2 separate regions of the Mus musculus genome follow, and region 2 is linked to region 1. The links are chromatin contacts, called in public ChIA-PET maps. All regions are on one chromosome and are shown on one strand. The core of a region is the stretch at or near the end of the contact, and the rest is flanking DNA. Distances in the headings are between cores, read along the strand shown. Region 1 holds the start of Smpd2 (sphingomyelin phosphodiesterase 2, neutral). Region 2 overlaps Cep57l1 (centrosomal protein 57-like 1).

Evidence for each region. ChIA-PET counts read pairs in DNA pulled down with a chosen protein or histone mark.
Region 2: a contact with region 1 is called in an RNA polymerase II ChIA-PET map of memory CD8 T cells, with 27 read pairs. The contact joins the enhancer-like site here to the promoter of Smpd2 in region 1. A contact is called at or near these places in 14 of 39 promoter capture datasets (the 3T3-L1 cell line, the C10 cell line, the HPC-7 cell line and 8 more), 1 of 115 datasets of contacts at active chromatin or transcription factors (memory CD8 T cells) and 1 of 9 other capture datasets (pancreatic islet).

Annotation. Positions count from the first base shown.
Region 1 is chr10:41,488,953-41,491,776 of GRCm38.p6, forward strand. It overlaps Smpd2 (sphingomyelin phosphodiesterase 2, neutral), which reads right to left and starts at 1,388. Exons shown (of 10, transcript NM_009213.2): 1 at 1,031-1,388; 2 at 512-608; 3 at 323-399; 4 at 1-72. The coding sequence starts at 1,080. It overlaps Ppil6 (peptidylprolyl isomerase (cyclophilin)-like 6), which reads left to right and starts at 1,487. Exons shown (of 8, transcript NM_028430.1): 1 at 1,487-1,669. The coding sequence starts at 1,529.
Region 2 is chr10:41,766,092-41,768,915 of GRCm38.p6, forward strand. The region is part of intron 2 of Cep57l1 (centrosomal protein 57-like 1); the gene reads right to left. The region is part of intron 1 of BC048559 (cDNA sequence BC048559); the gene reads left to right. Among named protein-coding and RNA genes, the nearest start is that of BC048559, 21 kb to the left of the region's middle. Within about 2 kb of position 1,485, at least 24 of the 459 cell types and tissues checked have an H3K27ac peak or open chromatin away from gene starts, as enhancers often do. A contact at or near this core is called in memory CD8 T cells and pancreatic islet, where this site is marked.

The sequences.
Region 1 (2,824 bases), core at 138-2,637:
CTGTAGACATGCTGGAAGATTTCCTGGATTGGGTGTTTGGAGAACACACAGAGGCCACTGCCTATCATCCCGCTGAAAACCAACTCTTGCTTAATAACCAGAAGAGCAAGGAGGGGAGTACCCAGCCAGCCCTCTTCCCCTCCGCGGTCTCCCAGCTCTACTGCTAAGATCAACCCCAGAACAAAGCCTAAGACAGCAGCCCTTGCAAGATGAGGGTGACGGCCTGCTCTTCTCACACCCAGAGGAAGAAGATCGAGGGTGCAAGCAAGAATGTTGGAGAGCTTCCTCGTCTGAGAACAGGCTGAGAACACAGGCTTTTCACCTTCTGAAGTAGTGTGCATCTGGATAGGTGAGCGATAGCCTTTGCCTTAGGTACTGGAAGTCCTGCTCACTCCACACCTGAGGAAGAAGGTGAGGATACTTGCTTGGATTTCATCCCAGACAGAACAGTTTTCCTGCGCCGCCTGCCGCCTGCTGCCCTCCTCCAACCTAGCCTGCCCTACAACCTCACCTCCTCCAGGAGAGCCAGATCAAAGTTTTCCAAGTTCAGAAAGTCTCCCAAGCGCTTCATGCGGTCCGCCCTATGTTTGCTCAGGTAGGGGATGTCCCTAAAAGGGGTGGAGGACGCAGGGGGCAGAAGAGATGGGTCAGCAGTTCAATTTCCAGCAAGCACATGACAGCTTACAACTGTCTGTAACTCCAGTTCCAGAGAATCTGGCACCTTCACACAGACATACATACAGGCAAAACACCAAATGTACATAAAATAAAAGTAAATCATTTAAAAGGAAAGACATGGGCCAGGTTTGGGACGATTACTGCTGTCATCACCTCAGCTTTGGATGATAGGGACTTTGGTGATTGCTGCAACCACCCAAGCTCTGGTCTTTAGGCGATGTGGACTTTGGTGGTTCGGGAAGGACAGGGTCTAGCTCGGCTGAAGAAGACCTGCTTCCTTCCTAGGCATGTGCGAGAGGGGACTGGAAGGTGGCTCCGAGGCTGCAGCCCACGCCTGGGAGCACTTACTTACCAGCAGTTGAGATTGAAAACTCTCAGCCGTAGAGAAAAGTTGAGCTTCATGGCTGGAGTGCTTCGGAGCAAGGGCGGCGAGGCGGATTGCGCGCACAGGCTTATTGCCCTGTCCTGCGCTGCCCCGACCCAGGAACGCGAGCTGGTTGGGGGTGGGGGGCGACTCCTGCGTTACTGGGACAAAGGCCGTCCTTCCACCCGGAAAGAAGGTCGGCTGCAAATCCCGGGCTGGCTGCGCGAGGCCGCCGGCAGTCCTGGAAGGAATCTCGGGTGGACTGTTCCAGATTCTTAGGTCCTTCGGTGGGTTCTCCGCACCGCGGCCTACAGGTTCCTCCCTTGTTCCCGGCTCGGCTTCCACCAGCAACAGGCTTGAAGTTGATGCGAGGCCCCGCCCACGAACTCACTCAGGTCCCGCCCCTTGCGGGCGTTCGGGGAGGAGCCACGCGGTTGCCCTGGCGACTCGCACTATTTGTGTTCCGGGCTCTCTGCTGTCCCTGCCATGGCCACCCAGCAGCCGTGCCGGCCCAAGTCGAAGCCCCCAGCATGTCACGTGCGGTTGCCGCCCGAGCCGCCCCTGAAGCTGAAGGTGGTGGGGCTCTTCAAAAGCTCCAGCTTTCAGGTGTCAAAGACCATCGCTGAGGTAACCCCTCGCCCCAGACGCCGTGCGCACCTCAGCCCCCTGCCGCGGTGTCGCCTGCGCTGGCGGGCGGGGGTCCACGTTCTGTCCTAGGGCTGGATGGGGGCATAGAGAACAAATGCTGGTCGCAAGGAAGGGCGACCTGGAAGAGACTCGGAGCGCGAGCGAGCGTTCGCGGGGATCCGTATTGGGAAAATGGTAATTTCGGAACACCTATGCATGGAAATGCTAGTTCACGTGAAATTTTTTATTGGATTATGGATTTACAAAATTCAAAATTACGGGAAAATATTCAAAAGCTCCAGCTTTCAGGACCATCGCTGAGGTAACCCGGTGCCCCAGATACCACCTCAGCCTCCCCGCCTCTAGTTTAAAAAAAAAAAAGAAAAGAAAAGAAAAAAACACTTGTGATTTTTTTTAGTACTTTAATTTTGGAAGGGCCTTTCCTTTATAATTTCTGTAGTTGTTTCTGCATTTTAGCAGAATCAGATACTTTTCAGATTTTTAAGAGATGTCCCAGAAGTGCTGTGAAGAATCCAAGTATGAATTTGTAAACATGTAGAATGATATTTTATGCACCAGGAAACAAACAAATGTAGCCAGGTCAATCATGCCGCAGCACGCCTGCTACCTGGAAACAGGAAAAAACCTGGGGGGTACGGTGGTGAAATACACGCAGCCCTGAGCCAGCAACTAGTTTGTTTGTGCTTGTTTTTTCCAGCTGGAGAGCAAGGGCAGTAGAATTCACCCTCAGAACACACACACACACACACACACACACACACACACACACACCCTTGCTTGCTCTAGCATCCAGAGTGAAAGTGCTGTCTTGTGTGTGTGTTGGAAGATGAAGGCTTAGTGCTTGTGTTTGTTTCTTTATTGGGTTTTTTTTTTTTTTTTGGTATTTTTGAGACATGAACCAGTGTCTTACAGCTAAAGTGGCCTTCCTTCCTTCCTCCCTTCTCTCTCTCTCTCTCTCTCTCTCTCTCTCTCTCTCTCTTTCTTGTTTGACTCTCTTAAGACATTAATATTTCCTGTGGTTGTTCCACACTGCAGGCAAAGTGTTTGCAACCTTTTTTTTTTCTTCCTGGGAAGTTCAATTAGTAAATATGTTAGGTGTTCTGGGACACAGTCTTAGACTTATGTTGAGAAAAA
Region 2 (2,824 bases), core at 235-2,734, 280 kb after region 1:
CAAAAAACAAAAACACACACACACACAAAAAACCCCAAACAAATAAAAGGCATTGAGTTATTGCAAGATAATCCTACGAAAGGTCACTTAAACAGCTGGGGAGGTAGCTCAGTGGCAGCCTTGAGGTCACATCAATATAAGGTAAGTGTAAGTTGCCCACCTCACTCCCATTGGAAAGATTGTAGCTAGACAATGGTGTCTGGATAGCAGCTGGCTTATCAGAATATTATTCCCCTTGGTACTGAGAGTTTTAAGGCTCTCCTTCCAATTCTTACAGCCAGCCCTCAGAGCTTTAACTACCCCAGCATTTGACTCATCTATCTGAGGTAAGCAAGTGTTCTAGAGGGCTGAAGTCTGCTGAGAGATCCTGACAGGGAGATCTGTAGAGTCAGCAGTAAGCCTGCACTTCTTTTCAAGCAGCCGTGTTGACACAGCTGTTAAAGTCTTAGTATGAGCAGTGGAATACGTTGTTGCCTCGAACAGGGGTGAGAACAAAACCCGATTTTCTTGTTTAGCTGAGATGGAAGCTTAACTTCATCAAGATACATTTTCCTTAAAATGTGTTTACAAAAACATGATTCCAGTTCTGCATTATTTTTCAATGCACCTCCTTTATTTCGCTGGCCAGGCCAAATCCTGAGGGCTGAGGGCCCACTGATGTCTACCTAGCAGCCAAATCACAAAGCCTAAGAAAAGACCCCAAAGCTGGGTGTGGTGACACACATCAGTTCCTCAGTGCTGGAGAGACTCAAGATGGAGAATCAAAGGTTTGAGACCAGCATTACTACATAGATAAGTTCCAGGCCAGCATGAGATACACAGAGATCCATCTCTAAAAGAACAAACAAACTCACAAACAACTTAGCTTGTAAGAGCTGAGACACAGTCTCAAACAACAACAACAACAACAACACCTATCACCCACCCTATGAGTTGGGTAAGGTATAGTGCACACACCTCAGAACTTGGGAGGCAGAGACAGGCCTACAGAGACAGAGACTCTATAGGTTCAAGGTTAGCTTGGTCTGCAGAGTGAGTTCCAGCCCAGCTAAGATAGAAAAGAAGGGAAACAAGCCACCCCATGAAACCCTGTTTAGAGGTGGCTAAGCATTACAGGTTAGTTCTTCTCCCAGGAAGCTCTCATTCCACACAGAGACTATTTGTAGCCACATCAGAACAATTCATCTCATAAAAATGACTTTTGCAGAGGATTGTGAGGCATACCTTTAATCTCAGAACACGGGCAGATGCAGGGGCAGAGGCAGACACAGGGGCAGAGGCAGATGCAGAGGCAGAGGCAGACGCAGGGGCAGAGGTAAAGGCAAAGGCAGGTGAATCTTTGAGTTCCAGGACAGCCAGGGGAAACCGATGTCAGTGTAAATGTTAGAAATCAGCGTCACTTTCAGTTTCTATTCTACCTTAGTTCCAGTTATGTCTATCACATGATAAACTTCGAGGAGCTGGAAGCGGGAAGCCCAAGGTTGGTGGTGGGAATAGATACAGTAAGTATTTGAGTAACTTGGGCCCAGACAACCTGGTGCTTCCTATGAGGCAAGATGGATCCCCAAGGCTGTTGATTGGGGATTTTAGCTGCTTTTATCCCAGAGATACCAAATGTTCCAGTATAGCTCAGACTAGCCATGGCTAAACTAAACCAGGGCCTCTTTTATTATGATCAACTTTTATCCTGCAGTGAAGGTTCCTCCTGGGCATAATGGCACAGGCTTCCTTCTGTCTTAGTACTTGAAATGCTGAAGCAAGATGAGGCCCATTGAGCAGAGACAGTGAGTTCAAGACCAGCCTGGGCCCATCCATCTCAATACGAAGCATAGTAAAACACCACCCAGGCCTGCCACCACACACGGAAACTTGTTATCCGGTTACAAACAACAGCTAATACAACACAAAGAAAGGCTGCAAAACAGCAAAGCTTAGAGAGAGGAATCTGTCATGGTAAGTTCAAATATAAACAATTTTTTTTGTATATGAACACTGCTACAATTCTCAATGAAATTACACGTTCGCCTGTAATACTGCACTGTGCTAGTTCAGACACTAGAATGACTGTGTCCAGAAAGAGATTTGACAGAGGATAAACTGTGAATACACACACACACACACACACACACACACACACACACACACACACACACATATATGTAAAGTTTGCCAATTTGATATTATCCTGGTCTACATAGTAAGTTCCAGGACAGCCAACCACTACGTCTCAAATAAAAACAAATAAACAAACAAATTAACATTTTCATATTAGCTCAGTCTTATCATTTAAGCCAAAGTTGAGATTGAAATACATGTTATTATAAGTTGCTCTTTTTACTTTTTTTTTTGAAACAGGGGTTTCTCTGTGCAGCCTTGGCTGTCCTGGAACTCATTCTGTAGACTAGGCTGGCCTCAAATTCAGAAATCCGCCTGCCTCTGCCTCCTAAGTGCTGGGATTACAGACGTGCGCCACTGCGCCCTGCTGCTCTTTTTACTTAATGTAACATAATAGATGTTTAAGTATATTATTTGATTAAAGTACAATTTTTCAATAAACATAAATATTGATGTAAGTTTTCTTATTAAGATACAGTTAACCAATTGTAATGTTAGGGATATGGCATTTTTTATGCTTTTATAATACGGTTAAAACTGTTACTGCCTACAACTGTTTCAAATAAAGCCTTTCTGGAGCCTTTTAGGACTCCAGGCTTTAACTGTTACCATATCCTACAACTAGTTCTCTCACCAAAAATACTCTATTTTAGAAAATTTCCCCTAAGCTATACCTCTTAAATATTTTTGAAAGCTACAATTGAAGAAA